Regions from separate parts of the Mus musculus genome. Here regions 2, 3 and 4 are each linked to region 1. A link is a contact called in public HiCAR-type and promoter capture Hi-C data. All regions are on one chromosome and are shown on one strand. Each heading gives the region's core, a stretch centred on a gene start, on an enhancer-like site or on the middle of the called end of the contact. The rest is flanking DNA. Distances are from core to core; before and after follow the strand shown. Region 1 holds the start of Map3k7 (mitogen-activated protein kinase kinase kinase 7). Region 2 holds the start of Slc35a1 (solute carrier family 35 (CMP-sialic acid transporter), member 1). Region 3 holds the start of Zfp292 (zinc finger protein 292). Region 4 holds the start of Orc3 (origin recognition complex, subunit 3).

Region 1 (6,368 bases), core at 3,641-6,140:
TAGTTCATAATGTTGCACCTACATGGTTGCAGATCTCTTTAGCTCCTTGGATACTTTCTCTAGCTCCTCCATTGGGAGCCCTATGACCCATCCAATAGCTGACTGTGAGCATCCACTTCTGTGTTTGCTAGGCCCCGGCCTAGTCTCACAAGAGACAGCTATATCACGGTCCTTGCAACAAACGCTTGCTAGTGTATGTAATGGTGTCAGCGTTTGGAGGCTAATTATGGGATGGATCCCTGGATATGGCAGTCTCTAGATGGTCCATCTTTTTGTCTCAGCTCCAAACTTTGTCTCTGTAACTCCTTCCATGGATGATTGTTTCCAATTCTAAGAAGGGGTAAAGTGTCCACACTTTGGTCTTCGTTCTTCTTCAGTTTCATGTGTTTTGCAAATTGTACCTTATATCTCGCTATACTAAGTTTCTGGGCTAATATCCACTTATCAGTGAGTACATATCATTTGAGTTCTTTTGTGATTGTGTTACCTCACTCAGGATGATGCCCTCCAGGTCCAACCATTTGCCTAGGAATTTCACAAAATCATTCTTTTTAATAGCTGAGTAGTACTCCATTGTGTAAATGTACCACATTTTCTGTATCCATTCCTCTGTTGAGGGGCATCTGGGTTCTTTCCAGCTTCTGGCTATTATAAATAAGGCTGCTATGAACATAGTGGAGCAAAGTGTTTACTGCACTTCAGGTACTGCTCTAAGCCCTGAGCAGCAGGTGTTCTAGTCTTCCCTTTTGTGGCTGGGATAGGACACTTGGATCAAAAGCGATTTAGGGGAGGGCAGAGTTTTTATTAGCCTATACTTCCAGGTCACAATGCATCATTGAGGGAAGTCAGGGCAGGAATCCCAGTAGGAAACAGAGAAACCCTGCTTCTGCTTAGCTTTGGAATCTGGCTCCGACTTAGCTAGCTTTCCTCGGCAGCTCAGGACCACTGCAAGGCAGTGGCACTACAGGCGGGGCTCTCCTACATCAACCATGACAATTCGACAATTCGGCTACTCAATGCAGACATTCTCCAGGTGATTACAGACAGTTGAGTTGACAGTTAATGCTAACTAGGACAGTAAGGTTGAGAAAAGAAACCAGGAACAAAGTAATTGAAGATGGCAGATGTAGAAATAAAACAGTAATGGAAAGACAGTGAAAGGGTAGGGTAGTAAGGAAATGCAGCATCATTATCTCCGAAGTCGTGATTGGGCAGAGCTCCAAGTGACACATTCCTGGGGAATTCACAAAACAGGAAATCCAAGTTATGAATATCTGACTTATAACCTGCCAGCACATAGGGACAGAAATCTCTCTCTCTCACACACACACACATACACACACTCACATTCACACTACACAAAAAACAGACCTAACATTTGAGGGCCCCAGAGTACAAGCAGAGGCCAATATACTAAATGTCTAAATACATATTCCAAATCAAGATAACTAAGTGTTCAAAGAAATATATTACATGTATTCCATCCTACCTTAATAACAGTGACTTCACCAGAATATGGTAGTCTGAGCAAAGCTAGCCTCTAACCCTTGTCCTCCTCCTCTAGGTTCAAACTACACAAGGGACTTACACATCCCCATATGCGAGCTCCCCAAACTGTTCATCCCAGCTCATCCCTACGCATCTTCTTCAACCACTTACCAACCTAAGCCAGACTCCACTTTCAAGTGCAAGCCAGTCAGCAGGTAAGTATTTCTGTGACAACAGAATCTCCTGGTCACTAGGACCTAGTGTCTGTGGCAGATTGTTGTTCTCAGTCCCGCTTCAATATTCACCGTTTCCCTACTCATAGGGACCTGACTCTTGTGGTCACAACCAGTGTGAAGAAAATAGACTCTGGGCTTCAGGGAGGAAGGTCTTTTAATGGGAGGGACAAAGGCTTTTTAAATTTAAACCTTTGGGGTGAGTGTACATCCTTGGCCAGGGCCAGGGTGCAGGAGGTGCCTCATTTGCATAAGGAAGAATTCCAGGTGCTGCTGGACATGACCTTATAAGGAAAGAGGAAATGTAACCTGGCTACTGGATTCCATGATCTTCTCTGGTGGGGGAAAGGTGGGGGCACAGGGCTATGTGCACAGACGTATGGAGGCCTGGGGCAGATGAGAAACAGTCCCACTCCCACCAATCTCAGGATGAGATTTCTGGAATCTGGACATGCCTTGACCCACTCGTGTTCCAGGCCTGCTCCCTACAGCTCCCCCAGCCCCACAGTGGATAAGTGTTTCCTCCATTATCATACCCAAGGAAGGAAAATAGTAAACTAATAATTATTCCAGAGTTAATTTTATTTATCAGTCACTCATCTAAATTTTTTCATAATCCATTGAGGTTAGTATTAGGGAGACATTAAAGTTGAGAGTTTAATTTATTCAAGAGATTATAGCAGAATTGGAACAGGAAATTATAACAGAATTCTAAAACCTGTGCTTTTAAAAGACATACATCCTAACAGCAATTAGTTGGCACATTTTTTTAAAAGCTCAGGCAAACTAAAAATATCCCAGGGAAAGTAATTTGATTGAAAATCGGGAAAGTTTTTGCCCAACAATATCCTAACTTTAGATTTAAGTATATGATGTTCATCTCAGTAATATTTATTACTAGATAAGAGAAACAGCAGATAAATGAATAATACCCTCTCAAATATGCCTTGTCAATTCCCAGATTCTCAGTTCCAAAGGCCTAAGTTTCTTTGTCTCAAAATTATAAACCAGATCAGAGTCTCACCAGAAACTTCATCACCTGTGAAATAGGAGATTCAAATACCTTTTTTTTTTTTTTTTTTTTTTTTTTTGGTTTTTCAAGACAGGGTTTCTCTGTATAGCCCTGGCTGTCCTGGAACTCACTCTGTAGACCAGGCTGGCCTCAAACTCAGAAATACACCTGTCTCTGCCTCCTAAGTGCTAGGATTAAAGGCCACCACTGCCCTCGAGATTCAAATATCTTAATCCTGAATCCCAACCCATTCCCACCCAGCCAACCCAGAAAGTTTCATCCCAGGCATTCATAAGCCTCATGGTGAATTACCACTCTGATATGTGAGCTTAGGCATTTAGATTGCATCTTTTGATAGATACAGGTGCCCAACAGGTCCAAAACTCGGTAAAAATTTAGTATTCAGAATACATCAGAAATCATTGTCATAACAGTGATGCTGAAAGCCAAGACCCTGGGTAAAACTGCCTAGAAAGTGAGTGCAGCAGGAAGAAACTATTGTTTGTCACTGTGACTATGACTTACAAAATGAGAATGGTAGCTCACAGTAGCTTCCTGTCAAATACAATGATCTACTTGCAAACATGTTCAATTTACTCTTTTTTTTTTACATTATCCTAGATTGTTGTTCTATGAGAAAGCTCCCGTGTAGTGAAATTGGGATCCCTCTCTCTCCCCTCCTTTCAGCCTGTTAGGAAGCGCAGGACTTGACATTCTCAAGAGCGCATCCTTGGTCACTAATTTTAACTCCAATGGTTCCACTGGTTTCCAGTCAAATCAACTAAAACTCAGCACCTAGCTTAAATTTAAAATCGTGTTGGTCATACAACATGGGCAATACCTTCCATCTTGGGGTTCTCTGACCTAACTTGTGACACTCAAACTTGAATTGCCATGCTACTGCTGAGTATTTAGTAAGCATACAGCACTAGCATTAAAGGCAGGAAAGGAAAAGCTATGAGACCATAAATAGGGAAAGGTGCCCCTTATTCGAAGTTGAAACTCCTCATCGGGTTAAAAATAAATAAATAAATAATCTCAGTACAACCAACATTTGCTATGAAGACTGCCGACACAAAGGCAACATTCCTTCCTATAAAGGTATCTTAGGTTAAACTAGCAGTGGATCTTTGCCTAAGGTTCAAGCCTGTGCCCTTCGTCCTTTCCTAGACATTAGACTATTAACTTTGTTTCCAATTAAGTTATCTTAACTCTAGTAACCCCGGAATATGGGGCTTTACCGTAGCAATCCTAATCTTGTTGGGTAGTCTTCAGGAACCACCCTATGATCTCCCTTAAACTCAACAATCCTTCAGAGACATTAGTCCTTCAAAGACAATGTCCTCAAAGGTCGCCAAAATGCTGTACATAAACATTAAGGACAATGAAGCGTGACTCTCCTTATAGCTCTGAGGCATAGTGGCTCCTCTTAAAATCCGTCGTCTTGGTGTGTCCACGGATTCTCAAACCAAACCCTCGGGGCTGTTGTGGACGACAGCCTCGGGAAGGTGACAAAGCGAAGCCATCTGAACTGCCTTAGGAAGTGTGTAAAACGCCACTGGTGTCTCTCTACGATGCTAACTTCCATTAGTGAGCGCTCACGCGTCACGGTGCTCCCCCCGATGGCGCGCGCTAACCGCTGCTCCCGAACCCCCTCGCCAGCTCGGGGTTCCGCTTAAAAAAGTAACGGGCTCACGGCTGAAAACCCGACATGAAGAGGTGCCCAATGAGCACAAGACAAACCCTAGGCTGCCTGACCGCAGACCGCCCAGCACAGAGCAGGGGAAGGCACGACGCGGCTCAAAAGAAACAGGCAGAAAGCGACGGAGTTCATCTTTCCCGCTGGATCCCGCAGGACCAACCGGTCCGCCTTCGGGCTCGCTCCGCGCCAGTTCCGATCGCGCACATTTACTACGTCACGGCGTCCAGTCTCGCGGTATCCTCCTGCCGCCGAGGCCCTTTCGCAAAAGTCTCGCGAAACCTGTTCCTCGGGCCCACGGCTCCGCGCTCGCCCTCCTCCACTCCGCCCCTACCCCGGCTTCTCCCTCACTCGCTCCCCGGGTCAGGAAATTCCCCGCTCGGGTCCGGCAGGCGCGCCTCCTCCCTCCCAGTTCCGAGTTCAAACCGGAACTGGAAGTGTGGTGGGCGGGGCCCGGCGACGGAAAGCGCTGAGGAGCCGAAGCCGGGACTCGGCGGTGGCCCGGGTCGGTCCCGCGCCACGGAGCGCCGGGCGGCGGGGCTGCGGGGCTCCGGGCTGAAGGGCGCTGCGCGAGCCGGAGGGCGGGCGCGGCCCCCCGGGCGCCGCGGGGGATCATGTCGACAGCCTCCGCCGCCTCGTCCTCCTCCTCGTCTTCTGCCAGTGAGATGATCGAAGCGCCGTCGCAGGTCCTGAACTTCGAAGAGATCGACTACAAGGAGATCGAGGTGGAAGAGGTGAGCGAGGCCGAGACCTGCTGCCCCGCGCCGCCTGGGATCCCGGGCGGGAGGCGGCTTCCCCATGGGCTTCGGGGGTTGAGTCTGAATCTGTGATTCTCTACCTGATTCTTATGTGGTCGGCAGTTCAATTATCCGTAAATAGATTGAGCAAAGTTTGGTGGCCGCGGGATTTCAGCTCGCTGGTAGTGGTGTTAGAGTCCAGGATAGTGTGTGTGTGTGTGTCTGTCTGTCTGTCTGTATGTCTGTCTTGTCTGTCTGTGTGACTTCTAGCGCAGTGTGTGACACGAAAGGATGCTTGGGACAGGCTGGTAAAGAGAACGTCGAACGTCTCACGGTGCTTCCCCTGGTCCCGGATTCTTCTTTCTCTGATACCGTAGGTAGTTCTACCTTCTATTGGGCTCTGTAGATGAATTTCAATCTCTAGTAACGTTAAGTCTGTTATGAAAACATGTTTCAAGTAGCATAGTCTGAAGAGGCAAGTAGTGATTATGGTGACAGTCAGAATATTACGCTACACCAGAAATCGCTGTTAGAAAAACCGAATAAATTCAATGTTCAGGTGGAAGAGTGTCTTCACTTCATCGCCTATTTTCAGATTCACAGTGGGGCCAGTGACTTCTAAGAGTCTTAATATTTACTGAAGAGGAAAAAATCTGTACATATATTCAAAATGCCGTTTAGAACTCGTTGAAGCTTTGGTTAGAAACGCGTTCACGCAGTTTCTATGAGTTTAACCGTTTTTTAAGAGCACTGTGCATTTTCTGTGCCTTAATGTGTGGGTTTTTTATAGCTAGACTGAGTTGTCTTTTCTTCATTTTTAAAGTATTATAGTAAGGAGTTAAAAGATGCAAGCAAATTAACAATCAATAAATACATCTTTACCTTAGAGGACTACTAAGTCATATCTTTGTATCACAAAAACTAACCAGAGATGAGTGTGTTCATTGAGAGCATGATTATCTTAGAAAAAGTGTGCTGGATAGGGGAAGGTTTGAGACAGAGGAAGACGCTTCAGAGATAGACAGAGCACTGTGGGACTTGGTTTCCTACTGCTTTCTGTGTGTTCGTTTCCTTAACTGTAAGATGGGAGTGATTGCTACTTTATCAGTGTGACAAATCCAGTTAAGCAGTGTGTGCAGAAAATCCAATATAGTGCCTGACATATTGTTAGGAAGCAAAGTTCCAGACAGGAAGGGTGA
Region 2 (7,124 bases), core at 1,289-3,788, 2.7 Mb after region 1:
AGGTAAATAAAATAGGTGTTTCAAACAGATACTTTAAAATATGATTACACAAGAAGCTAGGGAAGCAGTGTCTCCATATAAGTGTTTCCTCCTTGGTGAATTAAAGCAGGATTTGTAAGTTGTAAGCAAGTTCTTAAACCAAAGAAGTAGTACAACAGAGAAGAAGAAATACGCCATATAACTATTTATCTTTCCTTCCTAAATGGTCCAATCTGCCAGACCAGCAATGCTTATGTAAAGGGCACTGAGGGAAGTACTATAATACTTCCATTGTTCTAAAACTTTCTTATGAAAGAGTTTATGACTCCAGAAATATGGAGCAGTAACATTTAATCCGTCAGTACAAGAACTACACCATCCATAGTTTTATATGATGGTTCAGAATAATGGAAAAATGTGTAAGTCCTATCTCAAGACACATGGAAATAATAGTAAGTTAAAATTTTGGCGTCCATAAAGTGTAATTAGGAGACAGCTATGCTCATCTGCCTTAATTATCTTGCCTATAGTTGTAGGGTTCAGCAGCTATGGCGGAGACTAACAGCTCTCTACAGAAAGACTGCCTGCCATCCATGACCTGAAATTATCAATATTCTCATAACTAAGAAGTGAAAACTCAAATCACTTTTTTTTTGGGGGGGGGGGCTGTGTTAAAGGTCCCTGGTTCAAAAAAAGCAAGATAATTTAAATACTAAAGATGTTTAACTCCAGAAAACATACTTTTTTTTTTTTCCTTTCCTTGAGACAGGGTCTCTCTATGTAGCTCTGGCTGGCCTGGTACTTGCTATGTAGAGCAAGCTGACCTTGATACAGTTCTGCATGCCTCTGCCTCCTAAGTGCTGGGATTAATAGGCATAAGCCATATCATGGTGTTTTGTTTTGTTTTGTTTAAGACACCCATAATGAAAAGGTCTGCAAATGTAATTCTTGAAAATAATTACTAATCAAAGTAGAAAAGTCTAAGTTTGGATACTATAAAACATAGATGACTTTGGTCTGTAATACCACTTTAGAAGCACATTTCAACTTTTAAAACCAATCCTTGTAACCATGATTTCCACTTACATTTCAGTTTACCATAAGATCAAAACATTTCTTCTACAATTCTTCATTTTCCAGGATGAAACTTCATTGATTAGGAATGTCAACGTTCCCAGGTAATATAAATATTCATGGTACGCAGCTACTTTAAACTATCCTAAGAATTCAAATCATATCACGCCATTAACTAGAAACCTGGCCCACTGATCATCCAGCACCCCCTTTGTGGAGAATCTGTTACCTTCCACGGCATTTGTTTCTGGGTGGAGAATATCCCCCAGAAGAGTCAGTCTGGAGTTATCCTTTTGTTTTCCAGTTACATTTTAGGGGGACTATTACTGTCATACCTGAAAGCTTGGACATAGCAGGAAGTAGCAGGTGAGTAATCGTTAAGATGACTCTATGTAAGGAGGTATAGAAACTGTATTTCATTAGGATAAAAAAGTGCAACACACCCAAATGTAACAACGTATGTGCTGGCAAGAAGTCTAAATCTGTAAACAACCCTTGCGGGTACCGATCTGCCTGCTGCATCTTTTAAGTGTTCATTTGTCAATCGCCCTACTTTTCCTATTACCCTCTTCCCGGATGCTACAGGACTTATCTGATATGGGACAATCCACCACCACAGAAAACTTACATGGCGCCTGATGTTAAATGTCAAATCCCCTCCCCCAAAGATAAATAATTTCACATCCACGCAAAAGGATATTCTTTAAATGCTTGTCCAACATTTATTTAGACTTAAAGCCAGTGCTCATTGGGGAAATGGTGAAAAAACAAAAACAAACAAACAAAATTAAAAAAAAAAAAAAAAGCGACGTTGTCGCCAGGCATGAGGGCACAGACCACTAATCCCAGCGCTTGTAAAACTGAGGCAGGAAAATCTCCCCGAGTTTGAAGCCAACGTGGGCTATAGAATGAGACCATGTAGTGTTGGTTCCTGCTTTAAAAATAAATAAATACAAAATCGTCACCGCCTTTTGGCCTGTCCTAGCCACAGTGCTATAGAATAAAACCTCAGCCTTGGGGCCAGCTTACGTAAAACCTGAAAGGACAGCCACCACAGCCCTGGCCAGACGGCTCGCCATCGGGAGGAGCAGCGCGCGCCCTCAAGCCCAGGGCTCCGAACCACAGCCTCGCTCCAGGCAGGGACCTGGCCGGCGCCCGGGCGGCTCACTGCACCGGTGTGCGGGTGCAGCCCGCTGCCGCTCCCTGCAGGGAGGGCTCGGCCCCCAGAGCCGGCCCGGCCAGCACACCCCGGGCCGCCGTTCCCTAGCGACCGCCCGCAGCCCGGCCTCACCTCTCGCCGGAGCCATGGTGCCGAGAGAGTCTGCGGAACTGACGCCCCTGCGGCCATAGAGACGCACCGGCCTAGAGAGCCCGCCGCACCACACGCGCGAGGAGGAAGCGGGGGCTACGGCGGAAGCCGCGCGGCGTGCGGAGCGACAAGTCTGGGAGACTCGGTCCTGCGGGGGCTCGGAAAACCGCAGCTTCCGGTCGACCGAGGGGGGGCGGAGTCAAGGTGGCCGAGCGTTTCCTTCTAGAGACCAGCCCCTCCGAGAGGATGGGCCCCGCAAGAAGGATTCTGAAATGCTCTCGATTATTCCTTTGTGTGAAGACCGTTAGAGAGGCTCCGAGAACTCGGACTTTTATAACTTTCAACTCCATCACGGCCTTCCATGGTTACCTCTTGGATAAATTTAGTATATATTACATACTGCTCGGAAGTACTGTGTCTGTCTTCATCATCCTTACTGTCACTGTCTAGCTTAACTTGGTAACTTCAGGCAGCAAAAAGACCTCAGAAAAATTAGATTGTATTAACAGGCACTTCAACCGCTCTAATGGTTACTGTGACTAGAGGATGTTATTAGAAAATAACCCCGGGTGGAACAACATTATGAACTAACCAGTACCCCGGAGCTCTTGACTCTAGCTGCATATGTATCAAAAGATGGCCTAATCGGCCATCACTGGAAAGAGAGGCCCATTGGACACGTAAACTTTATATGCCCCAGTACAGGGGAACGCCAGGGCCAAAAAGGGGGAGTGGGTGGGTAGGGGAGTGGGGGTGGGTGGGTATGGGGGACTTTTGGTATAGCATTGGAAATGTAAATGAGCTAAATACCTAATAAAAAATGGAAAAGGAAAAAAAAAAAACTATACCTCTAAAAAGTTGGAATTCTCAGGACCTGAAAACCCAACTGCTTATGAGCCAAATAAGGCCGCAGAGTGGGAAGTGGGAAGCGCTTAAGCCACAGCGGGCTCTGAGGCAGACAACAGAGCATAAAAGGATCAAGCTGGAATGCCAGCCAGTCTTATCAGACATTCTGATTTTTTTCAATGAGCCCAAAATTCAAATATAAATATCAATTCTCTGGCTTTTAAAAGGCAGCATATGAATGTAGGCTTCACTTGTTCCAGATAGCAAGGCTCATGATATAGAAATCTGTTATCACTAAATAGCAATGAAGCAGAGCGTTGTGTTTCAGAGTGTCAGGGCTTAACATTTTGTAGGGTTTTAGAAGCAGCCTCTATTCCAGTGATAAGCATACTACTATCTAGCTGGCATTGCAATGTCAATCTTAATGCTGTAAACTTTGTCTAAAATATAAAACAAATACGCGGACAGAGTTTTACTTGTCAATTTTAATAAAACGAAAAATGTACTACAGAAACTGCTTTTAGATTTGCATAACAGTCAGGCAGGATACGGTGCCCTAGTGCACAGTCACACAACCAGTGACTGTGCCAGCCCCGCAAATGAGCTTTATACACGCACAGCACTTTAAACCCTCCATCCGTGCCACTAAGGAGCAGCTTCCTGTAAACGTCCATCTCTAGGTTTCGTCCACCGCTCTGGTTAAGTTCACCTTCACCCCATAGGTTGTTTTGCTTTGTCCCCCACGAAGGCCAGCTATGAAAATCTGGGGCCTGGGCACTCGGCTGCTGCCTTCTCTCTTGGACTGGGTGCTAGCCTCTTTCAAAGGGTACACCTGTGAGGTGTTATCTCTTCTCATGTGGCTAAGGTCAGTCTGGACGGAGTGAGTAATTTTCTGGCGCAAATTAGCCTAGGTAGAAAGAGAACATAGGGAATAATGTTTCTCTAAAAAAATGTAAAAAATCAGGCATTTAGTTAATGTTTGCCTATTAACTTTCCATTTCACAAATAAATAATGCATTTTTCTATGATGGTGAGGATGGATGATGACAGGGAGGCTGAGGGTGGGGAGGAGGGTGGGGAGGAGGGGGAGGAGGAGGATGTGTATGGTATGATTGCAGGCATGTGCATGCCGTGGTGTGAATGTGGAAGAGAGAGGAAAACCCCTGGTATTAATTCTCTCCTTTTATGGCAGGTTCTGGGGAGTGAACTTATCAGCTTGCATGGCAAAAATTAATCAAGAACAGAATAAACTTAAGAATCCTTTACAAAGTGGGAAAACCTGTGACATGCTGAGACTGAGCTGAAGAGAAATGCACACGACTGGGTTGCGACGGTCCAATATGAGAAAGTGACGATTTATAGTGGGTTTTTAGAATGAGCGTCACACTATGCTGACAATATGAAAATCTGTTTCCAGCTTACTCGTTTTTCATCTTGCTTACTTCTGTTCATGGATAACTGGAAAACATGAGACTAGACAGATTGCACAGGCTAGTAACCATGGAGGATGGGGACTAGATGCCATAACTCCGTGGTCTCAAGGCGACTACCTCGTGGAAAGCCCTAAATTCATCCTCAGCCCCACAAAGAAAGCAGAGGAGATAAGAAATAATAACAATTTGGAAAGGGTAAGAAAAGCATAAAGTGAAGGAGAGCAGACCTAAGTAATTCAGAATTTGAACCATCATAGATCCAAATCTCTACATTCATAAGACTATGTCATTTCATTATTTTTGATAGAATAATTTTATTATTCCAAGAGACTTGTTACGTAAACAAATATTTTTGTGCTGGGATTAGAACTTGGGGTCTCACACATGCTATATGTAAGTGCTCTGCCACTGGCTCGTAGCCCTCAACAAGACCCAACAAGTTATCAGATTGTCCCCTATAAGATGCAATGAAGGACGCGCTCCCTTGGGAAGCTTCACTGCGCAGTGAGAGCAGTAAGATTCTGTGTGTCCGAGCCGTTGCCTTCACACCTTGCTGTCCCCACCACGCCTGGCGCTTTTCTGCCCAGTCTTATTTAAATACCCATCTTCTTTCTGTTCAACCCACCAAGATTAAAAGACCTGCTTTAACACACTTCAAGTTCTTAAAAAAAATTCTAAATACTATTCCCCCTCTGAGTGAAAGCCAAAGGTTGGTTGAGGTGGAGTTCTCCATGTGTATCTTTGCTACTGCATAAGCCAGGCCACCTTCCGGGAAGTCTCATGGCTCCACCTCCCATCTCCTGTGGGCACCCGGGGATGGCAGCGTTGTGTGCCATTGAGGCCAGCCTTTACGTTTTCACGTAGGCTTGTGGATCCCAAACTCTGATCTTTGGGCTTTTGGAGCAAGAGTCTTCCCTACTACGAAAGCCTTCCCCTAAGTACATTTTAAGTCTGCAAGCTTTCTGTCTTTATTGGGCGATCTTTTACTTCACATTTTACTTCACCATTTCAGGAGAATGGTGGATAAAACACATTACGGTTTCAGGCATAAGTGATTTTATCGCATAGAAACCATATGCCCTCCCTCCTTTGAGTTTGTTGGGTATTCTGTGACTGCTATGAAAAGAGTAACTCATTAGGTAACTTATCTATCCCCTACCTTGTGATTCAGCAAGAAACCCATGGTACAGTAAATGATACTAATGCAATACACATTTGTTGTCTTAAATAAGATATTTTTAAAGGAGGCAAGTGGGAAATTCAAAGCTTCCTACTTTAGGAGTAGGCACTGTTTTTGATTAAATTGACCCAGAATCCATAGGATAGGAAAGTACTGTGTCTAACAGAATTCGGGTAGGCATGGGGTATATAATTGTAACACCAACACTCGGGGGCTGAGGTTAAGGCAGCTGAATTGCAGGCCAGCCTGGGCTACATAGTAAAAACCTATCCTAAAGGGGGCTGGGATACTACAATTTCTGTGATTTATTTGAGCAGGTTAAAAATAGTAGAGGGAGGAATAGACTGTGTTGTTGCTATTGTTTTTGTTTTGTTTTCTGGTACATTGATTTAACTCGGGGCTGCTAGGGAAGTGCTCTATCACTAAGCTATGTTTGTAGCTTTTAATACACAACACTCAGACACACAGTACTCAGACACACAGCACTCAGACACACACACTACACACACCCAAAACACATTCACATACATATCACACACACACACACACATACAAAACACATACACACACAAATACACAACACATATATTTACACACTACCACAAATCACACATACACATACAACACACACCACATCCTCGCATACATACACACAACACACACATCACACACATACAGCACACATGTACAACACACACATATACACATGCCATACACCACACACACACACAACATACACAAATACACACACAACACATACACACACAATACACACACAACATATATACACACAACACACACATACACCATACATGTACAACATATATAAGCTACACATATAACACACATATACAGACACCACACACACAACACACAAATACACACAACACACATACATACATACATAACACATATACATAAACACCATAATACACACACCACACACATATAGGCACACAAACATCCACATACACACATACACACACAATACACACACAACACATATACACATACACACATGCACACACACATGCACAATATCTTTGATATAGGTTCTTGTGGGCTGCCCATAAACCCGCCCTTTAACCTAGGCAGGTCTCAGATTTCCAAGTAGCTGAAAGAGCATGCTTGCACCACCAGAGCTGGAGAAAAGGTGTTCTTTTATATTTAAGACTTATTCTGGTTTTTACTTATGTGTGTGCATCTGTGCACTTGTGTTTGAGGGCTTGCAGAGACCAGATGACAATGTCAGATTCCCTGGAGCTGGCAACTTGAGCTGCCCAAGTGTGTGCCTGGAACTGAA
Region 3 (6,589 bases), core at 1,679-4,178, 2.9 Mb after region 1:
GAATAAACCCTTTCCTCCCCAACTTGCTTCTTGGTCATGATGTTTGTGCAGGAATAGAAACCCTGACTAAGACAAGAACTAACTCCTGCAAGCTTCCCTCTCACCTCTGCATGCTGTGGCACATGCACAGAGATACACACAGACACAAATAAGTGTAAATATAACAGAGCAATCTTTAAATAAGCACAAAATTGAGGACTTTAAAACTGAGCCTCAATGCTGACAGAATATTAGCTCAAGTCCAGTGACTGCCAAACGTTTATTTATCCTGGCTTTCTAGAAGCATGTGGACAGCCCAGGTCTACCGGAGAAAGACATAAAAAGGTCGAACTGTAATTCCAAGGTTAGAAAACAGGATTTAATTTCTAGCTCCCCCTACATCTAACATTACATCCCATGTTAACTAAGACAAAATTCTAAGGATATTTGAGTTGGAGCCCAACCCCCACTCTCTCTTCTGTCTTATGCTATTATCTGGAACTCACTATGTAGCCCAGGATGGCCTTAAACTCTGACCTGCCTTCCTCGGCCTCTCAAATACAGAATTAGAGCTCTGGAGATCACTTTTATAATTTATAATATTGGGGTAGGGAGCATAAATCAGTCTTTAGCGAACAAGCCTCGAACCCAAGAGACACTGGGTTTGCCCCTCAGCCAATACACCCTCAGTATGAATTACTATTTCTAATTTTTGAAAACCACCAATGATTACTTCATTACTATTTGATTTTTATCAGCAAGGTAATAAAAAATGATTTATATACCTTAAGATTTATCACTTAATAAAACCAATATCGAGTTATTTTTTTTAACTGTTTTATTCATTAGAAGTAACTTTAAAATGCCAGGCAGTGGCACCTGACTATAATTCCAGCACATGGTGGGGCAGAGGGTGAGAGGGGAACAGGTAAATCTCTGAGTTCAAGTCCAGCCTGGTCTACAGAACAGCCAGGGCCACCCTTCCCCCCCCCCCAACACACACACAGACAATTCCTGTCTTAAAAAAGACAAAACAATAAACAAGAAGAATTTAAAACCTGGTGATGTACCTAGCATGCTGTACCTAGTACCATCTTAACCACAACCACACACACAGTGATACTTGTGCATCAATCTCAAAAACGAAAGAGAAAGCTATACTTATACTCTTTATCGCATGAGCCTTCATTTTAACAGTATTATCAATCCTTAAATCATCAGTGGATTCTACTAAGGAATTAATATCCCGAACTAAAGTAGACTTTAGTCTGCTCCCAACTGCTCATGGTGGCACAGATCTGTAATCCTAGCATTTGGGATGGTGAAGTAAGACGACTACCCAAAATTAATGCCAGCAAGGAGAGCATGGAAAGACTGTCTCAAAACACCTCCTCCAGAAGTGGACTCCATTTACAAATGAAATCTTGGCCGGGCGTGGTGGGGGCGTGGTGGCGCAGGCCTTTAATCCCAGCACTCCGGGAGGCAGAGGCAGGGGGATTTCTGAGTTCGAGGCCAGCCTAGTCTACAAGGTGAGCTCCAGGACAGCCAAGGCTACACTGAGAAACCCTGTTTCAGGGGAAAAAAAAAAAAAAACCAACAAACAAACAAATGAAAGCCTTATTTGTAAATTCTACTAAAATAATTTCTCAGGCTTACGATGGTGGGCAATTTCAGGGCATAGAAAATAGCAAATTTCAAAGTTTCTTTAATACTAAGGTTTAAAACAATGACTCTGTAATGTGGCCTCCAGATCTGACGAACTTTCTGACTGCATATATTTGCAGACAAGTCATCCTTGGTCCTATTTTTTTTTTTTAAATAACGAACCATCAATGCATGAGCATAAAATGCATACGGCAATGGGGCTGCTTCTGTATGTGATCAGATACCCTAGAAAGATAGATTTCAGCACCTGGAGGCTGGCAAGTGAAAGTATCCCTGTGAAATCCTAAAATGCTCCACCATTGTTCAAATCTCAGTGTTTCCAAAACAAAATCTTAAGCATGACACATCCATTAGGTTTCATGCTTTATGTAAAAAACGGCCTCAACTAGGCAGTTTAATCAATGTTCTCCCTCCCTCCATAGTCAGCACACGTTAACTGGGGAGTCTTAAGACCAGATGGAGATCCAAACTCTGATATCTGTCATAAGATAACATTTAGAATGTTACTAACATTCTAAATCCTAGTTAGAAAACGTTGCTGAAAAGCAATGTCCTTGGGCAAGAAAAGAATGGGAAGATCTGAAACTGACCCAAGCACAAATCCCTTGTCAACCAAAGACACTTAACAGGAAAGAACCCAAGAAATGTGGGGGTGGGGGTGCACGGGGGGGGGGCCGGAAATCGTACTCTTCCGGAACGTAAAGGCGAAACAGGCACTGGTAAAGCCGCCCCCAAGGGACGACTGACTATGGAACGGTGACAGCTCCTATGCACCGCGGAGAGCAGCCAGCAGGAACGGCCGCAGCGCAGACGCCGCCGCCACTCCCAGCTTGCAGGTCCGGCGGGATTGGCTCGAGAACATCAACAAAGACCCTCCGGTCGCAGCCTAACCCAACAACAAAGGCCGAGCGACTGCGCGCGACGGCCGGCGGCGACAGGGGGACTGGCGCGCGGCGGGCAGCCCGGCGCCCGCGGCGCAGCCCGGGAGCGTGCACGGAGCCCCGAGGCCGTCCGGCCCAGCCTGGCCGCGGAACACAAAGACGCGGACCGCCCGCGCTCCGGCCGCCGAGGCCCGCGGAGGGGGAGGGGCTCACCTGGCACAGCTGGCGGCAGTAGGCGGCGGCGGCCTCCACCGCGGGCTCCCGGCTCTCGCATAGCCGCCGCTCCAGCTCTTGCAGCCGCTCGCCCAGGCGCCGCAGCTCCGCCGCGCAGCCGCCACCGCTCAGGCGCTCCTGCTCGGCCTCATCGTCCGCCATCTTCGCAGCCCGCTCCGTCGCGTACGCACCTGGGTCACGTGATAACACAATGCCACGTTCGGCGGGGTCACGTGCCCGGTGCGCTGGCACGCCTGGGCGCACGTACAAAGGCCGGGTGTGGGGCTGGCGACCGCCGGGGCAGTGCTGCAGCGAGCTGAAGCTGAGGCCTCTGCTGCTGCGGCGGCGGCTAGGGCCAGGGCCAGGGCGAGGGCAAGGTCTGCGGAACAGCCGGAGGCCAGGGCAGGGTGGAGAGCTGGTGATTGCCCTGGTTCTGGGCCAACCCGAGAACGCCTCCTGGAAACAAGCGCTCTAGGTGTTGGAGGGCACACACACACAACAATTGGGTCAGAACAAAATGAGAGGTTCAATTCTCATTCTGGGAAATCAAGCAGCGAACACAAGAAAAGAATAGTGTGGAGAGAATTCAAACAGACCGAAATGATTAATGTTGTAACCCGGTGGTTTTTAAGGCACAAAAGCTTTTCTAAAATCTGGTTACCGTTACGCGTTACAAGAATCCACACCGAATCTTAGTTTGGGAAAGTAGGTCGAAGGAAAGAACACAATTAAGGATGCTAAAGTAAAAAAAGGAACACGGATGTCAAATAAATGCCAGTAGCAACCCTCCTCTTGGTGCTGCAAAACAGGTGGCCTTCTAAGCCGTATTTTATTTGCAAGACGAAAACAGTATTTGGCATTAGAATTGGAGAAGAGAGCTGAGTGTTGTGTGCACGGTTGTAATCTCAGCACTCGGAGACGAGAGGTTCAAAAGTTCATCCCTGGCTACATAATATTTCCTCCTCCAGCCTATGCCAGATGAGTTCTTACAAATTTAAAGGAGTAGGGGGTAGAATAAGAGGTAGTCGGAAAATCAATGTGCTTAACCATAAATTTCATAATCAAACTAATAACAAACCCAGTGTTTGAGGGCTAGGGGTGTGACTCAGTTGACAGAGTGCTTGCCTAGCTCCGTTCACTGCATAAACCAGGCAAAAGGCACGCAACTGCCTGTTTAATCTCAACCTTCCCTGGTGAACGCCAGAGTATCAGAAGTTCAGAGACTACACTATTTTGCCAGTTTCAGGTCAGCAAGAACAAATAGACAAACAAAACAAAACACCCCACAACCTACTGTTTATTTAAGAGGCAAGATGTCTGCCTTACAACTGAATCCTTTTAAAACAAACAACAGCGTTGACACACCTGGTCATTTTACTGTTGTGTTCTGACTGCACTGTATTTTTCTAAGGATAGTTATCTAAAATGAACAACCAGCCTGGAGGTTGGCTCTAGCAGAACTGCAGCACGAAGGAAGCTGGAGCTGAGGGTCTCCCGGTCCAGTCCGCCCGGGCTACATTGTAATGCTGGGTCTCAAAAACATAATTTCTACCGTATCCAGTAGCCTTTTCAGGAAATGTATATAATAAAGCCAGATGTGATTCTAGTCCTCACAGGTGACGGGAGGAGGACACTTAGTGGAAAATGTTCTCTGAATACTGTGTTGTTCCAGCGAATGTTTTGTAATGCATGCTTTTAAATCATTACATAAGATGAACAAGCACAAGGCAACCTTACAGAAAACAGCATCAATACTGCACATTAACAAGACAGAATCCTCTAATGCTTGCATGTACATGAGACCAGGGGAGCACACTGTAAGGCTAAGGATTTCCTCTATTGGATTGAACAGTGAAAAAGAGTTGAAGAAACAAATGAAGGTAGCTGTTTTGTCTTGCCCTAGTCCCTGTAGATACTCTACCAATGAGCTGCCCTGTACCCTCCTTGCTTAAGATTTTAAATTTTGCAGTTCATTTTCCCAGGTTATATATATAGTTCAGGTATTAAAGTTCCATCAATGTATGCTATTTTAGGATTCCAATGAAAATTATCAAAAGAAATATGTGATTAGCCAATGCACCAGTAAATGCAAGGACTGTACAATAACTAAAGGCTAGGAAGCTTACCTTTTCTACAATTCAACAGTAATGAGTTACACCACACTTCATTTACAGGAAGGAAAGTGTGTAGCAGCAGGTGTGGAGAGAAAGATCCAAAGTGAAATATGCCTGAATAATGATTTTTTAAATTATTACATAGGGCTAGGGTGTAGCTCGATGGCAGAGCACATTCCGGAGACTCTGGTAATGGGATGGGGAGGGGGTACCTAGTAATGTCATTCCTACCTTCAGGCCATGATACCCTTGTGGCTAAAAAAACTGGATTAGGAGCTGGAGAGATGGGCTCAGTGGTTAAGAACATTTGCTAGTTTTCCAGAAGACCAGGGTTGTAGTCCCTGTACCAGGTGGCTGCTTCACAGCTGTCTGTGAGTTCAGTGTCAGGGGATGCCAACTGCTTCTGGAACCAGACATGCAAGTGGTGCACAGACCTCATGCAGGTATGACACTCTTACATAGAAAATAAAATTTTAAAGGAAACTGGAATCATAAATTGGATCTGCATTCTAGTACGGCCATATAAATTCATCTGCACCTTTTGCTTTTATCTAGTGTCTGTGACTGTTAAACTTGAGAATTATGAGGAGAAAGACGGCCTTAGTTAGGGTTTTATTGCTGTGAAGAGACACCAGGACCACAGCAACTCTTATAAAGGACAATATTTCTGGTTTATATTTTCAGAGGATTAGTCCGTTATCATCATGGCAGGAAGACATGGTGCTCGAGCTGTAACTAACAGTTCTCCAGCCCAGTCTGCAGGCAGCAGGAAGAACAAGTCACACTAGGCATGGCTTGAGTATCTCAGACCTCAAAATCCATGTCTTAGTGCCTTTTGGCCAGCCTGAGACCAAGGTGACTTTCTGTGACCTGTTTGCTTTTTCCTCTTTTTGGGCAAGTGACTTAGTGACAAAACATTTACATATAGAAAGAAGTAATGGGCCACAGAAACGACCATACCAAATATCCAGTCATAGCACAGAAACTAACAATTGAAAATAAAGAGAGACATCTACATAGCTATTTAATACAACGCCTGTGGGTGCAGGGCATCCTACCAACCCACAGAGAAGACAATCAACAAGCACACTGAGTGGAAACGAGCATGTGATTGTCCCTTGGTATGGTTGTCAAAGGAGAGAACAGCCAGAGGCAACTTGGGAGAGTACAGAGTGAACATTTCTCTCAGAATAGATCAGATGATTAGAGGGACAGCGGGGAAGCAGAGAGAAGAGACCAAGGGAGCCGAGGACCAAGAGCGTGCACCCAAAATAGCTAAGTTCTCTAGGAATCGCAAGCTGGGGGAAGACAAGCAAGTTCAGGGGCTGGAGAGGTTTATGGTGGGAGGCAGGGGTGAGGCGTGCTAAGAGAAGCCAGGACTCTGTAACAGGTCTTAGCAATGCTGAGAACCTGATGGTCACGGTCAGTTTTTATACAACAGGTCCCTTGGCTAGCCATATGTCCCAGGTTTGAGACCTTATACACACAAAACTTAACCGTAGCCGTTAGCTTCTTAAGTACCAAACTTTCAGTTCACAGGAACCACTACACACACACACACACACACACACACACACACACACACACACGCACATACCCTTCTCTGCCTAGAGGCTCTTAGGAAAAATTGGAGACCCAGTCCATAAAATGACAATAAGGCCACTTGGGCCACAAGCCCCCAGGTTTCTGGGGACAGCGTTTTGACCAAGCAAGGCAGTTAGTTCGTGGGCGTGGTAT
Region 4 (7,090 bases), core at 1,738-4,237, 2.7 Mb after region 1:
ACAGATGTATTTTATATATAACCACCTCCTCAATGTTTATAATGTACTAATAAATAAATATATTAGGTGACCAGTACACAGAATGAATAAATACTTGCTAAGTAATTTTCCTGGTAATTTTCCAACTACATTAAGTTTGCTATTATTATTTGTGACCACTGAAACTTAGCTCCTAATTTTTTAGCTGCAGTGTATTCTGCCAAAATGAAAGTTACATTTCATGGACAGTCTCTTAAGACCTCTATTTATATAGAAAATGAAAGATTGGGCTGGCGAGATGGCTCAATGGATAAGAGCACTGACTGCTCTTCCAAAGGTTCTGAGTTCAAATCACAGCAACCACATGGTAGCTCACAACCACCCGTAATGAGATCTGACGGCCTCTTCTGGTGTGTCTGAAGACAGCTACAGTGTACTTACATATAATAAATAAATAAATCTTTAAAAAAAAGAAAATGAAATATTACGAGAAGTAAAATATGACAAAAAAAAAAGATCATCTCAGACTACTGTTAAACAGCTTTGCAAAATATAAAGTAGCCACGTGGGTTACATGTTCCAAATTAAGCTGTACCTCATGGTCTTACATTTGCAACTAGTAAAGGTCTATGAATTACTTGTACGTATTTCTAACAAGTGCATGGTAGCATGACAAGCTTATTACTGCATTCTTTCCATATACACGTTACAGCCAGTTATAGAATGGATAGTAGTATAACAAATATTAGCACAAGGATATGAATATAAGCAACAAACATTAATGAACAGTAATGTGGCTAACCACCTTAACCATCAGCCAAAAAATATGACAAAAAAAACCCCCAACAATACTTGATATGTTTAAGGAGGAAAATAAATTAAAACGTTGGCAGTTCCATGAATTCTGGAAATTGTCCTTAAAGGTTCTTATTTATATAATATTTCTTTCATGATTATCAACACAGATATTTCTATTAGGGCAAAAAGAAAAGTGCTTTTCTGAAAAAACTATCATCTCCAAGTTTTATAGAAATGATGGCTTTTTGAAAAAAAAAAAAAATTCTCCTTCTCTGGAAGGGCTGGAGAAGCAGCTGTGGTAAAGCTTTTGTGTAGTGTGCACAAAGTCCACATTGTTACATTCACCACCAGAAAAGAGAACGCAATGAAGTCTTAAGCAACAAACAGGATTAGGAGTTAGGGCACTCAAAACATCTGGAACTTTGTAGCCAAGGAAAAATAAAAATAGGAATAAAGCTAAAAAAACCACAAAAGTCTTTAACTAGGAACTGGGTATGGTGGTGCACACCCTTAATCCTAGCACTTGGCAGGCTCAGGAAGGCAGGAGAGTTCAAGTTCAGCCTGATCTACATATAGAGTTGCAAACCGATAAAGGCACATCGAGAGAACATGCCTCCAAAAAATTAATTAAACCACAGTGTTTGTTCTCTTTGAAATGTAGTCTTTGGGGGTACTGCTTGTCATTGACCATTTTAATCAAAATTAAATGTCTGGTGCACCGTTACCTTTCATCACTAACACACTTCTCAAATGTCTTAACCCTCAGCCAGAACCGTACCATGTGTAAAGTGTCTCCATTTCTGTTGAACTGTGACAATTTCTTTAAGCGGCAGTTGCGTTTCTTGGACTAAAATGACTTGCCTTTATATCCTTGTCTTCCCTGCTCCATCTCCCCTCAGGAATGCCCAGTTAGAAAAAGTGTATATCTATCACCTAAACTTCACAAACTGAGGAGTCATTCGCTGCTTACCTCCAGCAACAACCTAGTGGGCTGTGCGCCAAAACCAGAGAGCATTTCAATGTCCTCCAGCGGGTTCACCCCGTAAAAACACTGAAGGGGTCTCACTCTGCCCCGTGGGCCAGAGTTCCCTTCACTGGCTCTGCTGTGTTGCTGCCTGCCTGCCTGCTTGCCTGCCTGCCTGATTCTGATGTTAACATCACCCCTAACAGACCTGTTATAAAAGAAGACAGCCCACTTCAGTGTTCCCCTGTAGCCCCAATTACGAAACCTTTCAGAAGTCTGTTATTTCAGCTTCCTTCAGGAGTGTCCTTCTGTTCTTAGAACAGGAGTCAAGTCTTACTTTACAAGGCATAGCAGCACAGACCAATAGACCTTTCTTTTCCATCTGCTGCCCTGTTTGATATTCTTGAAATATGGTTGCTAATGGTAAACTTAATTTTAAGTTATCTTAATTCCAGATGTAGCCACAGGCTCCTAGGGGGCAATACAAGCCTAGGATTTCTCCTCTTACAAACTACAATTTGACTAGCACTCCTTTGCCATCGAGTAGTCCACAACCCCTCAAAACACTCATCTGAATTACATTTTTATTCTGGTTTTTCCTAATGCTCCTCTCTCCACTCACGGGTTAAACTGCTCTTTTTACTTAATACGCTCTTTTATTTCTACATTCTAAGGCAAAGACCATCTTATTCTGCTCTCCCAAACTAATGCTTTATATTTTGCCAAGATTCTTATTTTTCAGACCTTAGCCAAACTGTCACTTTCTCCAAGAATTTCCTCGGTCTCCCAGAAACCTTGGTTCGTCCCTCCTCTCTTAGAACTTTTCTCCTTGCTAATGAGCCAATTCAAGATCAGCTGCTTATGAGTATTTCTGGGAACAGAAATCTATTTTTGCCTCCATCTGCATCTCGGTAACTTAAAGCACAGTGTGAATTTATGGAGGGGGAAGAGTGGGGGAAGCGGCAGGACGCAGCACATTCTGGGGGCAGCCGCTCTCCTAGCCTTGGCGCCATGGCCTAGTTGCCCAGAGCAAAGCTTGCCTCGAACCCGGACCTGGGCAAAGCCGCCCGAGTCCTGTTCTCCGCGGAGCCAGAGCTGATGCCCATCAAACCTCGTCGGACTTGCCAAACAGGCACCGCGAATCTGAGGCGAGCGCCACCCCCACGTACCTTAGACACGGAGGAGGTGGCCATAGTCCGCGGCCCCGTGTGCATGCGCACTCCACACTTCCGCGCGCCCTGGCGGAAGCAGAGGCGACTTCCGGCGCGGAGGCGGGGCGTGCGGGAAAGGGAGGCATGGCGTGTGGCTTTCGTAGGTCGATCGCCTGTCAGGTACAGTCCAGAGCGGCGAGCCAGCGGGAGCCAGGGCCGGAGGGTGCAGCCTAGGCCGACCCTGCCTCCTCCTTGCGCTGCGGAGTGGGAAGATCCTCGAGAGCCCTGAGTGCTCACTGTCTTCTCATTTCCCGTTCTTAATGCTTTAACCTGGGCGGACTGTCCAGAGGCCATGATTAGACCCTGTAGAAATTAATGTTCCTCCTTCGTTTATGCCCTTTATTTGCTCTCATGAATAACCTGGTAGGATATATCTCGAATAAGAAATTTTGTAGCTTACTAAACCTGTAGGCGATGCTCTCCCGAGGAAAAGCTCTAAATCCGGACTTGGAGACCATTGGATAAAATAGATGATTTAAAAGGCATGCTAAGGGCTGCGGAGATGGCTCCGCGGGTGAAGTGCCTGCTATACAAGCATCTGTGCCTGCGTTTGAATTTCCAGAACCTAGGTTGAAAAACCTGCATAGCTAAGGAAGTCTGAAACCACACTTCTGAGAGGTGGAAACAGAAACCGGTGGCTCCAGCCTCTGGTTCGGTGAGAGTCTGCCTCAAATAAGGTGGAGAAAGACACTTGACCTGTACTCCTCGCGTGTTTAGCGCAGCCTATCCTGCCTGGAGTTTGCTAGTGCTAGCACAGACTTAGGCCCGCTGTGGCTGGGTTGTTTTAGACAATTCTGAAAGATGGTGCATATACTTCTTAGGTAGTTCTGTGGGAATTAAGCTCCAGCCTACAGAGATGACTTTAATGTGTTATCTGTGTGTCTGTGTTTGTATGTTCCTTCATGAGGACAGGCCACAGGTTGCCTGTGTTTCCTCCAGTCACTGTCCACCTTTCCCCCCTCTCCCCTAAGGCAGATTTTCTCCCCGAACCTGGAGTTTACCCGTTTAGCTAGGTTGGTTAGCCAGGGAGCTGCAGGTGTAATGGCAATTCTGCTGTTAGCTGAGTTCATTGCATGGTACAAGCAAAAAACAACTGACTGTCTGGGAAAGACAAAATGCAAGAGAGAAAGAAGACAGAGGCAGAGTGAAACTGTTTTTATTAAGGCAGGCCTATCCTCCGGAATGAGGGACGGGAAATCCAGAGTTGGGGAGCCTGTGGCTGGATGAGGGTGGGGAAGGGTGCCGGTGTCTCAGGTTTTCTCCATTGGCTGTGCACGCCCCATTGGCTCACCAAAGAGATGATCGCAGGCTTTTATGCACAGCTTGCTCAATTAAGGAAGCGGCCATGCTTTAAAGACCCTTCTCTATCTTTACTCGTCCTTTCTAGCTGTTAACCACGACTCTCTGCTGACCTTTATCCCAAGAAGGCAAGGTCTGTCCTTAGACCTTGCAGGTGTTAATGCTCTTAAGCTCTTGGCAGGCTCTGTAAGCCATTAGTTAAGTTAGCCTCTGCTTTCTTTGTTCTTGTGTTTATGTGACCAGCTTTTAGTTTTACCATGGCAGGAAATTAACACCTGTCATAACCACTGTCCACACGGATCTCCGGCTCTCCACTCAGAGGGAAGAAAGGATAGCAGATGCTGCGGCCAACTTTGACTGACTGGACCAGCAACATGGGTTCACGTTTCCCCAATCTCCATAGTTCCAGTATGGATGCAGTTTCGTGGAGCAGCAGAACAAAGAGTGATATTAGTAAAGCAAAGCATTTAAAAAATAGATTGATGGCACCATCAGCGAGGCTGGTTACAGCAAGATGAGGGTAACTCTTCTGTAGACCCCGGCTGCTCTCTGACAACACTCTGACCCCTCTGCTTGGTGGAAAACTAGGGTTTTTTTGTTAGTACATCCCCAAAAGGTTATCTGTTTGTCAGGATGTTAACTCTTGCTTGTAGTAGCATGATATTAGGTCCAAAGGTGGGAGACACTAATGAAATTAATTAGGTCCCAGATCTGCACTATCCATAACTCTCCACAGTCGTCGAAGTTTTAGTCAGTCAGCTACTACAGACACAGCTTATTTTCAGGAATTCTCACTCACATTACCAATACATTTAGCTGCAGTTTTTCTTGGTTACCTATGCCAGAACTCCTTGTCTGTGGGACAGCCTGGAGTGGTTTCCTTCCTAAAATAGGAACAACCCTTCTTTATTTACAGTTTAGCTCCTATAACTGGGCAACATTGTCTTACATTAGTTCCTCAAGGAAGCCAACTGGCCTGCTGGAACTGGCTCAGCCCTGTCCTCCTTTTTTATGTTAAAAATCATTCAGTGTATTTTTCTCGTATACCCTTCCCCCCTCCCCACCCTACCATTCTCCTTATCTGGTCCTCTCATACCCAGATTTAGGCTCTTTTATTTATCATCCCTACCTAATACCCCAGCTCTCTGCAGCACCAGCACTGTAAAGTCACAAACACGTGTCGCCACACTCAGCTCTTAAAGTGTGCTAGGGTTCTGAACCCAGTCCTCCTGGCATTCACTTGGTGAGCACTTTACCATAGCAAGCAGCAAGCAGAGTTCCAGCTCTGGTGGTTCAATCTCCTTCTCTCTCCTTCTCTCTCAGTGCATCCCCACAGTCCCAGGAGTCATCTCTCAAGTATACTGCTTGCACCAAAGTTCCAAGGCTGGGCTTCACAACTCTGCATTCCAGCTAGTTGTGGTTTTCTGTAGTCATCTCTGGCTGCTTAACAGAGTTCTCTCTCTTTCGTGTGTCACGTGTCCAAGGAATAACTAAATCCTATAATGTGTGTGTGTGTGTGTGTGTGTGTGTGTGTGTGTGTGTGCGTGTGTGTGCCTTTCACCAAAAATTACTGAAAACCTGGAAATGTCTGTACCACTAAATTCAACACAGTCATGAAAGAAGCTTCCTGAAAATATAAATGTACCCATTTCTGCTTACTTATTATTTATGTGCTAAGGACCAAGCCTTGCTCCTCATATGTACCAAACCAGGCCAAGTGGCTGGTGGTTTATCACTGAGTTATCCTATGGCCTTTGCTTTGGTTTTTCCTTAATTTTGATTTATTTCTTTGCTGCTTCTCTGATGAGTAAACCTTTAATAGAGTTTGGGCCTGGGGATTAGATATTTTTTCCTTAATATTTACTTGTTTCTATTAAATGCCATAATTTTTAAATCTGTTTTGTTTGTTTTTATAGCCACGATGCTTAGAATACTAACTGGTACAGACTAGCTATTCAATAAATATTCTTTTGATGAAAATCATCTTTTGATTCTCATTGATTCATATCTTCTTTTTTGAATATACGTGTTTAAATTTGACAAATATAAAATCCATTGAAGGACAAGCAGCCTCCTGCTTGCTGCTTTATAATCAAACCATTGCATCATATTCAAGCCCTGGCAGCCACAGATCTTACTTCAGTCAGAGAGTTTTGTGTTTCCTAGAATATCAGATATGTTGAATCATACTTAATACCTTCTTTTATATGGGTTTTACTTATGATGTATTTGAGGTTCCTTCTTATTAAGTGTGTTAATGGCATTTCTTTATTGCTAGTAATATTCCATTCGCTCTGGAATAGATGGATCAACCATTTTATCCTGTTTTATTCTTTTTTTCCTTTTAGCTTTCCAGAGTATTGGCTCTTCCACCAGAAAGCTTGATCAAGTCAATATCTGCTGTTCCAGTTTCAAAAAAAGAGTTAAGTATGCTTGTAGTGATCTCAAATTGTTGAATTTGTTGGCAATCCAATTTTATTCAACTCTTAAATTTACAGAGTCGTCCTTAAAGTTAGGATTCATTATATTCAACTTATTATAATTAGGGTCATAAAATTCCAGTTCTATTTTAAGTATTCCGTGGTACATGTAACTATCCTTTTGTTAATTGTTTTCATATTTGTTTATGCTAGCAGTAATTATGTCAGTCTGATCTGATTGGAACGTTAGAGACTGTGTAATCATCTGATGCTTGAGTTCTAGTGTACCATACTTACTCTGCCTCTTTGGTTGTGTTGTTTGCTTGACTTCATTTGAAGACTCCCAAGTGATAGAGAATTATTGTTTAGGGTTATATAAAATCCATATTGTTTTCTTAGGTACAGGGAAAAAATAATCT

Evidence for each region. Promoter capture Hi-C pulls out the DNA fragments that hold promoters and counts their contacts. HiCAR-type assays count read pairs that join an accessible place to other places.
Region 2: a promoter capture Hi-C map of liver shows a contact between it and region 1, with 6 times the contacts expected there. The contact joins the promoter of Slc35a1 here to the promoter of Map3k7 in region 1. A contact is called at or near these places in 3 of 39 promoter capture datasets (liver and pre-B cells), 2 of 115 datasets of contacts at active chromatin or transcription factors (extraembryonic endoderm stem cells and thymic regulatory T cells) and 1 of 9 other capture datasets (liver).
Region 3: a HiCAR-type map of astrocytes shows a contact between it and region 1, with 4 times the contacts expected there. The contact joins the promoter of Zfp292 here to the promoter of Map3k7 in region 1. A contact is called at or near these places in 4 of 39 promoter capture datasets (hematopoietic stem and progenitor cells, liver and pre-B cells) and 2 of 115 datasets of contacts at active chromatin or transcription factors (astrocytes and thymic regulatory T cells).
Region 4: a promoter capture Hi-C map of liver shows a contact between it and region 1, with 8 times the contacts expected there. The contact joins the promoter of Orc3 here to the promoter of Map3k7 in region 1. A contact is called at or near these places in 2 of 39 promoter capture datasets (both in liver), 1 of 484 Hi-C or Micro-C datasets (CD4 T cells) and 1 of 9 other capture datasets (adipose tissue).

Annotation. Positions count from the first base shown.
Region 1 is chr4:31,959,217-31,965,584 of GRCm38.p6, forward strand. Map3k7 (mitogen-activated protein kinase kinase kinase 7) reads left to right here and starts at 4,891. Exons shown (of 16, transcript NM_172688.3): 1 at 4,891-5,166. The coding sequence starts at 5,047.
Region 2 is chr4:34,684,900-34,692,023 of GRCm38.p6, forward strand. It overlaps Slc35a1 (solute carrier family 35 (CMP-sialic acid transporter), member 1), which reads right to left and starts at 2,539. Exons shown (of 8, transcript NM_011895.3): 1 at 2,345-2,539. The coding sequence starts at 2,360. Cfap206 (cilia and flagella associated protein 206) reads right to left here. Exons shown (of 13, transcript NM_001347062.1): 13 at 3,675-4,115. The coding sequence ends at 3,885.
Region 3 is chr4:34,880,020-34,886,608 of GRCm38.p6, forward strand. Zfp292 (zinc finger protein 292) reads right to left here and starts at 2,929. Exons shown (of 8, transcript NM_013889.2): 1 at 2,739-2,929. The coding sequence starts at 2,900.
Region 4 is chr4:34,611,955-34,619,044 of GRCm38.p6, forward strand. It overlaps Orc3 (origin recognition complex, subunit 3), which reads right to left and starts at 2,988. Exons shown (of 20, transcript NM_015824.4): 1 at 2,911-2,988. The coding sequence starts at 2,955. Rars2 (arginyl-tRNA synthetase 2, mitochondrial) reads left to right here and starts at 3,003. Exons shown (of 20, transcript NM_181406.4): 1 at 3,003-3,072; 2 at 6,600-6,673. The coding sequence starts at 3,037.